2 separate regions of the Rattus norvegicus genome follow, and region 2 is linked to region 1. The links are chromatin contacts, called in public Hi-C maps. All regions are on one chromosome and are shown on one strand. Each heading gives the region's core, a stretch centred on a gene start, on an enhancer-like site or on the middle of the called end of the contact. The rest is flanking DNA. Distances are from core to core; before and after follow the strand shown.

Region 1 (4,546 bases), core at 1,410-3,909:
GGAGCAAGAAAATAACTAGCTGATAAATGAATGCCTCTGTTGCCGTTAGGAAACTGCGTATAACACATCTGGGTCTTCTCCATCCTCCTCACTCCACCAGAGCAGAGACAGCCAACGTGGCCATTCCCACGCCATCCTTAGAAACCAAATGGATCTTTGTATTTCCCAATTTATTTTTGCTTTTGAGGTTTTTATCTTCTTAAACTACTCAGTGAAATGAAGAGATTCCATTTGTCAGGACATGTGCCACAGAAAGCTATAGTCAATATTAAAATGGAAACATGCAAACATTCTGAGCTTCTAGTTTCAAACTATGGCCTAAGAACCAGATAAGGAGGTCTGTAAAGAAGGGCTCTCCATCCTGCAGCTGTGGTACAACCTGTAAACCCAGCATTGGGCAGGCAGGGGCTGGAGGTTCTCTGTGAGTCTGGGGCCAGCCTGGTCTACCACTTACCAGCAAACTCACCAAGTGGAGCAGTTGTAACTTTCCTGTCTGGTCTGTAAGGTTTTACACACACAAACTACTAAGCCTACAGAGTTCACAACGTTATAGAATCCCTCTGTGAAGCTGCCTGTCTTAAGCCTCCAGTCCTGGAAAGGTCTCTGCTGATAGGCTGATGCCAGTTTCTCTGTCCTCTGAAGGCTGGCTGGCAGAGGAGGGCTACCTTCCCTGTCACTCTCTCCCAGTGTTGCCTGGCTAAGAAATGACCTTGGCCTCCCCCAGGTTTGCAGGAAAGCTGAAGGACAGACACCCCGGCCAGGTGAGCACACAGCTGAGGCTGTGGAATGTCACTTCGCTGCATTTTGAAACCAAATGGATCTTTTGTTGACACCCCTGGTCCCCTGATTTGGCCCCAATACCTCCAGCCTCATCTAATACAGGGGCATTGTGTCTCTACTTCCAGATGACAGACATGGTGAAGTCCCCATCTTAGAGCGAAGGAAGCTGGAGAGGACGGCGGGAGAGAAGGGCAAGAGTGAAGTTCTGTAACCTTTGCTTTGATGGCTTCCTCCAGATCCCACAGACTGAACATGCTTGGAGGTAACGCTATGCCCCAGATTCTCTTCCACCTCATATTAATCAGCTCTCATTTCCTAGAAGACGGAGATTTATTAACACATGAAGGTCCTGCAGCCCCTCCGAAGAGGAATTGTCTTTGTCAGCTCACTTCATAAATCTTGTCTGACATGGAATCAGTGGATGGGAGTGAGAAAGAAACCCAGGGAGGCGTGAGAAAGCAGACAGAGTCTAATCACAGAGCCTGGTGGCCTACCTCACTAAGCAGGGAATGGGGGTGGGGGATGAGTCTGGTTGGCAGCAAAAGAGTTGGGAAATGGTGAGTGAAAGGGAAGAAACATCATTTTATGATGTATGACTGGCAAAGAATAAATCCCCCTTTAATGCACTTTGAGAAACTCATATAGGTTGAAATAACTTTGGGGTTATTTTTGTTCTAGGCTGGGCTCGTCTACAAGGCATTCTCTGCAGTGATTGGACAATTCGAGCTGTCAGTGTGTTTAGAATTATACCTACCACTAGCTAAGGCAATGACACCTTTCCAGCTTGGGAAACCTGTCTATTGATGTGAACCACTTTACCACACCCTTCTAATATAATCCACAAGAGCCAACTCAGATTCGCAGAGGGTAATTACACTCATTTACAAGGACTCCATAAAACTAACTCGCATGTTATGAGCTTACTATTCCCCAGACATAGTGAAAAAATGCTTTAAATCTGGGTGTTCACATACTTAGTAACAAACGCATTTTTATCTCACTCTGTCTCACTTCAGAAAGATTAAGATCTGTAGAATAATAACACACAGTAGCATCATGGAAAACGAGAGGCGGTTTCTGAAATGGCAGGCATGTAAACAGAGTCGCACATGTGGTCAAAAACATCTTCCAGTGACGTGCACAGTCGATGCTGACGGACCACACGTTTGGCTCTGGGCTTCCTAGCAGCTGCTTTAAAGAAGAGAAAACAGTCACTTGTGTAAATCACCAGGTCCATGAGGTGAAAGTGCAGGAGAGAAAAATGACTGCTTTCCGGTACGATGGGCAAATGAAGAGAGGACACAGGAATAACGAAAGCAGCATTCTATAACAGTTCCAAGAGCAAGCCTCACGTGCTATGACTTAGAGTGACTGACATTGACAGCAGGTCTGCTTATAACCTGTACAGGGATATTACTGTCCAGTTTGATCAATGAGGTGTTTGAGGTTCAGAGTGTTAGCTGGCTTGCCCATACACATCAGTGAGGCTCACACTGGGATTTATGCAGCACCACCTGACCCAGGAGGCTGAAACTCTCTGCATTTCTCATGCAGTGCCAACACACATAATGTGAGGAATCTTCCCCACCCCCATCCACAGTTACTCTCCTCGGCCTTTGTATATATACACATTTCCCCTTCAAAACCTTGGACAATGGGACTCTGAGGGAACAAAATTATAAGCCTTTGTTATAAGAGAAAATACCCCCTTAACTTTGGGGTGCCCTCTGTTCTAGCACCCATGTAGTCTCAGTGTTGGTTAAAGCAGAACAGGAGCTGGTAAGTTCCAGCCTGCAGAAACAGCTGCCCCTGTGGGTGGTGCCAAGAGCCCCTGGTCTTCCCAGCTGGTCTCCCACAACTGGCAGGTGATGTCATCTCTGGCAGGAAAGTGTGCTCATGGGAAGAGGAATGGAAAGGCAGGGTGGGAGGGCAGACTAGGTCACACTAAAGGGACTAAGTGGCAAACCCAAGGATCAGGGATTCGTTTCTCATAGTCAGCAGCCCATAGCTAGGGCACCAAGCCAAGGAGGCCCACCCGTGGGGCAGGAACAGCTAGCTAGGAGCACAGAGCCTTCCAAGGATGCGTTTGCACCCCCATGCCAGACCTCTTGAATAAGGATCCCAGGTCAGGCTGACCTCAGAGGCAGAAAACTAAAACCTGAGTCAAGATCAGTTCTTCACACTCCGTAGTATTTATTAAGACCTCTTAAATATCAGACTCCAAGCTAGCCACAGATGACAGGGATATACACAGACAAGATCTGGTACTTAAGCGCGCAGTTCACCAGAGGAGACAGAAGTGAAGAAATATACACAGAAACACACGTAAATTTACTGACATTTCCCCTTGCCCAGAACCCAAGCTGTCTGCCGCAGCTGCATCCTCTGAATCCCCCAGCTCCTGAGAAACTCAGTGCTAGCCATCAAAAGGAGTCGTGTTTAGTAAGGCAGAACCCGAAAGGAGGAAAGCGCCCTCTGGTGGCCCTCTGAGTAGTGGCAACTGCAAGAGCCCCAGTTCTGCATATGGGGGAAGGTGGCTCCAGGTTGGTGGCCAAAGCAATTGCTCTCAGAGTAGCCAGGAGCGGAGAGGATTCTGCTCTGCTTGAAGTGTCAAGTCAATTTCATTCTTCCTTGGGTCTTTTGGTTTGGGGGTCATGTGTCTGAACAGTTGTCACCATTCTCGTCTGTGCTATCACGTGACAGGTTCTACATCCAGGCTTTGCTAAGTTCCTGTAACTCTAGCACACGGAAGACGCAGCGGAGAAACACTCAGCACACATATGTCTGTGAAGCAAACGAGCTACACTATCCCAACCAGCCCAGCTGTGCCCGCTTTTTTATTTTTTTATTTTTTGTAGGATCTTGGGAGCAGGACAAATAATCACACTCCCGACGTCTCTGAAGCCTCTGAAAATAAACTAGTTCTTAAAATATTTAAATATAATCTATGTCCTTCCTAAGAGCCTCTGTGAAAATAATATTCATAAGGGGTAAACTTTGTGCTTGGAGCTAAGCCTGGTATGGCTTAATTTGCAATAGAATAACATGTAAATTTATGATAATAAACTATATTATTTAAATGAAATTATAAAAATAAGAGAAGCTCACTCATATTCAGTTTTCATGAATGCTGACACCTCTTGAAGAACATGGCAGCATGATTTGTATTCTGGCCTGGGTTGGAGCGTGATCCACGGGAATCCGGGAATGTTGGCTGGAAGCGTGGACACAAGAAGCCCAGGCAAATCCCCTCGTGGTATATTTAGCATTTCCGGCACATCTTGACCCAAGAAACCATGAAAGAATCCACTCGGTACAGGCACCTGTGTGAGGGGGCTGATAAAATCACTCAACAGCAGTTCTCTCAGAGGCTGTGAGGGCTGCAGTGTGGATCGAGAGGAAGCAGAAAGGGAGTGAGTTTGAGGGTATGATGGGGGATCGAGTAGAAGAAAGCACAAGGAAGAGCATCAAGAACTGTTTGCCGTGGCTGCTTAATGTATGCGAATGTAAACAGACCCGCCAGTAGTGTCCAGAGGAAGCTTTCATTTTGAGACGTGTTGATTCTGCCTCTAACTGAAGCTTGTGAAATTCTCTCCTGAATGAAGAAATGGCAGGGACCATGAAGCACAACTGCCAACGATTTAGTACATCTGAGTTGGAAGACAGCAGCAACACACAGGCAAAGAGATGGTTGGCTGAGTCCCTCCTCAGAAGCGTGGGCCCTCACTGGATTCCACCTGTGGAGAGCCAAGAGTTTCTCTGTCCA
Region 2 (4,813 bases), core at 348-2,847, 350 kb before region 1:
GTCCCCCTCTTTCTTGAAATGTTGTCACCTGGCTGTCACGGCTCCGGCTCCGGCTCGGACATTCTTTTGTTTTCTTTCCTACCTCTCCCTGCTGATTCTCTGCCCAAGCCTCACATGACAAGAGGCTTTTTGGAAAGAATCTAAAAGAAGGAGTAATTTTAGTTGAGATATTTTGTAAGAAAAAAAGAGTTTGGCTGATGAGGTTTATAATGGACACAAGAAAGATAAGGAAAGAAAACATCTGGAAATAACATCTGGCTGAAGATTATTAAGCTAGTCAGTCAGCCAAGCAGGTAACCCTTGCTTCCCAGAAGGAGATCTCGGTCTTATTAAACACTGTCAGAAAACTGTTCACACACTTTACCAAGAATGCTAATCGCTTCCCAGAAGGAGTTGTAAATTACATCACACAAAAAACACTCTGTCCCAGACCAAGTTTGAGCCTATTCTCTTTCTGATCCTCATAAACGTTAGTTTCCTTTAGGATTCACCTAAGTCATTTCCTGTTTTCAGTGAGATCTCCCAGGATCATATGTAACCTTCAATTCATACCTTATTTGTTTTTTTTAATCTTTTAAGTTTTTTTTAAAGGTCTATATTGTAGCTCTTTTTCTAGAACTCACTATGTAGGCCAGACTGGCCTTGAACTCACAGACATCTGCCTGCCCTGCCTCCTGAGCACCCAGATTAAAGGCTGCAACACTACATCCATTTTGTATCTTCAGCAGTTTCTTAAACACCACCTCCAAGCTCAGCCTCCCCTAAACAGGATTAATCTTTCTCCCACTTCATGACTCTCTCTTCTCCCTCTCAGTTGGTGATACTCCAATCTGAAGATTTGAGGCAGGATAAAAGGACATGGGAACACGGGGGAGAGAGGAGGAAAAGAACTCTTTCCCTTGGAATCGAGCAGAGAAACTCCAGAACGGGGGAATAGAACTGCAGTTGGGCTGGTTCTGAGGACCACCCTACAAGGCAGCTCACCTTAAGCCACAGAGAGAGAGAAATGGAGTAATTAGCCCTTTAATAAGATACTTACACTTTCCTTATCAGCAGCCCCTATTTTAGTGCAAAAGCTTATTTACCACACATAAGGGTCATCTCTGACCAGTGTTCTGAATTATTCAAATTATTCAGAAAAGCATAACTTTACTTCTATCTCCTAGCATACTTTCTTTAACATTCCGGGCTTCCCACCCGCCACATTTAGAGTTCCCGACTCTCTAAAACTTGCCTTCCTGCCATGGGGCTGCTCACCGGCCATGTGTCTGGCCTCCATGACAGCTTTAGTGACACAGCTTTTTGCCCTCTCTTCTCCCTCTCCTCCATCCTTCTCCGGGCAGCTGCTGAAGTTTACGGCTTGCCTGTCCTGGGGTTTTTCTTTTAAACACTAATAAAATGATCCCTGAGCTTCTGTTTGAGTCCATTCTTAAATTCTTTTTATCAGTAAGACAAAGAACGACAAAAGACCCGGATTTGCCTACATCGCTCAGGCCAGCTGGAATTCAGGAGGATTCCAACACAATGAGCAGCATTTGCTGAAGGCTGCTCTCCAGTCCAGCCATGAAACTGCAGCTTCCAGGACTCTTAGCAGAAGCTCCGCCTACAGTTAGAGACGACATGTCCTCATCCTTTTGTGCAACCCTGACTTTTGGTCATGGTTCTGGTTTTCTCTTATCTGACTGCAATCCTAGCCCAGACCCTGCTGGAGCCACTCTATCATCTCAAGTATGGATAAAGGAAGTAAAGAGAAGGGAAAAGTCGCCTTAAAAACCTGCTCAACAATGAAATTCAGAAAACCCAAACCTACCCGTAATCACCCTATAATCAGGGGTGTGAGTCTCTCAAAGGGGACTCCATACTTAGCTCTCCAGTGTGCCTTACTCTCCATTTTTAATAAATTCTAACACTGCTTTAGATTGGTTTGTCCTCGTGGCTTGACTGAGGATGAAGTTATGCTTCAGTAGAGGCCTCTCGAAAAGAACTCCGTCCTACCTGGCCAGCCTGGGGACACACACCTTTAATCCCGGCATTTAGGAGGCAAAGTTAAGTCAGTGTAACTTGGAGGCCAGCTGGATCTACAAAGAGTTCCAGACTGGACAGGGCTACACAGTTGAAACCCTGTCTCAAAATCCAAACAAAACAAAACCTCTATCCCTTGGGCTGGAGAGACGGCTCAGTGGTGAAGAAGACTTGCTGTCCCTGGGTTCTGTTCCTAGTACGCAGATGATGGCTCACAACTGTCTATAACTCCAGTTTCTGGGATCCAATGCCCTCTACCCTCTACGGGCACTCTGTGCATATGGTGCATACATGCAGGCAGACAGCCATACGCATAAAAACAAATACATAAAAAAAAAAGCCTCCATCCTTGACACTGTCAAACACATGGGCCAACATGTCAACACCGATGCCTGTTTTTCCAGAACCTCTTCCTCTACACCAGAGCTGGACTTACCATTAAGTCACATTCGAGCTGAGCTTCCTCCCTCTGTCCCTATTGCAGTCACCCTAGCTGCCTTGCTCTTTCCAGAGCAAAATCCACTGGGTCTCATCATCATCATAAATGGTCATTACATAGAAAACCACTGGCATTTGCTTTGCCTGATTACGTTTATGGTTTGTTTCTGTTGTTGTTGTTGTTGTTTGTTTTCAGACACAGCCTTACTACATACCTGGGGAGGGTTGGCCTGGAAGGGACAACACGACAGGTGTTCTAACACCACACCAGCTTTCCTTATACTGGTGACCTTAAATGCAGAGTCCAAAGACCCTGACAAAGTCTGTGGGGGCTTTGTGTTTCTCTTGCTTCATCTTGCTCATCCTTCGCCCAGACGCTTCCCCTGTTTAAGGTATTTTCACTTTTCTTCAGTTCCATTGCTTCAGAGCCTCTGCAAACTCTCATACCTGAGATTAGGCCTTCCTCTACCTTTACAGTCTTTCTTAGTCAGTATAATTTACCCCAGCATAGTGTAGTGATGAAGCGCTTGGTCATTCTTCCCAACTTGCTTTCTCTAGGTCTCCTTAGGGCTCAGCTTTATTTTTGGGCTTTCATTTTCCTCCGTGTTTGTGAAGCTCCAATTAGACTGTTTATTCAAGGACAATTAGGGTACACAGAGAAACCCTATCTAGAAAGAAAGAAACAAACAAACAGGAGAGAAAGAAAGAAAGAAAGGGAGAAAGAAAGAAAGAAAGAAAGAAAGAAAGAGAAAAGTAAACAATAAACAAAAAGACCTGAGGTCTATATTATACAACATATAGACATAAACAATAAACCCATGTTGTTTGTGAGAAAATGGATAAAATTGGAGACCCCAAGTTATCTGTGGCCATACAGCAGGAGGCATAGCTGAGAACTGCCACCAGCAGTCTTTGGGGTCCCTCCACTAAAGTAAGGGTAGGTGCTTGTCTTTGCCAGAGAAAAGAATTGTAGGAGTAGCCATCAGGAAGCAGTTGGAGAGTTTGTGAAGACATTTTAACACATGTCTCAGCACTTACAAAGAATGTGTAAGCTTCCCAAAGGAGAGTCACCTGTGTCATCTGTAGGACTTTGGAAGCCTTTGACATTTGACTGTTCAGTGGGTTTCTAAGGGACTGCCCCTGCACTCTCTCCCTGGATTCCTGAGAGACTCCTAAGGTGCCCTGGGTGGAATTATAATCTAGGAAGATAAAACCAGGAGCCACCAGGGTTGCACAAGCAAGCTAGGACATGCCCTTTGACCTTAAAGGGGTTTCTGTTGAGATACCCAGAAAATCGCAGGTTTTCAGAGAGAAAAACCTGAAACTAATACTATTTGTGTTAGAATCCTTAGTCTCATCTGGCTAGAGGCTTCAACTAGATTTGGGGGGTGAGTAACTTCCTTCCTTTCTCATGTCTCTGTAGAATCCCCATCTTTCTGTCCTGCCTTAGTTTTAAACCTTTAGATTTAAAAAAAAAACAACAACATAAAAGTATAAGGTGAATGATTTAAGCACACAGGGAAGCTGAGAGCTGGAACAAAAGAGGGTGAGGGGTGGATATGATCAAAATATGCTATTTACATGAACAAAAATGTCATAAGACACCCATTAGTTTGGAATGACAAATACGTGCTTTCAAAAGGAGACAATTTTTAAGTCTCTCACCTGACAAAAGTAAAACATTGTTCTGAAAATCACACTTAAAAACAGAAAGGCCACAGCAACCGAGTTTCTACTTGTTTCTACTTGTCATTCTGACTCAGATCATCAAAGTGACACACAAAGAAGTCAAATAATTAGAGTAAGAAAAAGGATCAGTTTCATTGTCCTGGTGCATGCCTGTAACCCCATCATCTGAGAGGCTGAAGCAGGAGGCCAGCCTGGCAAACATGGACGATAACGAGGGAAACCAACAAACAATAAAAACTCATAGTGAACTAGAGCTTTCATTTTAATTTTCCTTTTAAAAAAGCCTTCTTTTGACATTTATTTTTCTTTTGTCTTGTGTGTGGGAGACAGGTAGTGAGTGTGACAGGTTTGCCTGTGAAGGTCAGAGGACAGCTTGTGGGAGTGGGTTCTCTCTTTCCACCATGTGAGTTCCAGGGATCAAACCCAGGTAGACCCGGCTCCATGCACTTTGACCATGTGAGCCATCTTACCAGCCCTCATTCTTGTCTTCTCAGTCAAAATAATAGAAGCTGTGTCCTAGAGAAGCTATGACTGTGAGGGGTTGGGGATTTAGCTCAGTGGTAGAGCGCTTGCCTGGGAAGCGCAAGGCCCTGGGTTCGGTCCCCAGCTCCGAAAAAAAAAAAAAAGAAGAACCAAAAGAAGCTATGACTGTGTCTCCAGAGAA

The links. A called contact is a pair of places that touch in the nucleus more often than the background predicts.
Region 2: a Hi-C map of the A7r5 cell line shows a contact between it and region 1, with 4 times the contacts expected there. The contact joins two enhancer-like sites. A contact is called at or near these places in 6 of 12 Hi-C or Micro-C datasets (the A7r5 cell line, Schwann cells, frontal cortex and 3 more) and 1 of 1 datasets of contacts at active chromatin or transcription factors (oligodendrocytes).

Annotation. Positions count from the first base shown.
Region 1 is chr2:126,114,079-126,118,624 of GRCr8, reverse strand. No RefSeq gene overlaps it. Among named protein-coding and RNA genes, the nearest start is that of Pgrmc2, 100 kb to the right of the region's middle. Within about 2 kb of position 2,659, at least 11 of the 93 cell types and tissues checked have an H3K27ac peak or open chromatin away from gene starts, as enhancers often do. A contact at or near this core is called in the A7r5 cell line, where this site is marked.
Region 2 is chr2:126,458,270-126,463,082 of GRCr8, reverse strand. No RefSeq gene overlaps it. Among named protein-coding and RNA genes, the nearest start is that of Jade1, 10 kb to the left of the region's middle. Within about 2 kb of position 1,597, at least 7 of the 93 cell types and tissues checked have an H3K27ac peak or open chromatin away from gene starts, as enhancers often do. A contact at or near this core is called in the A7r5 cell line, where this site is marked.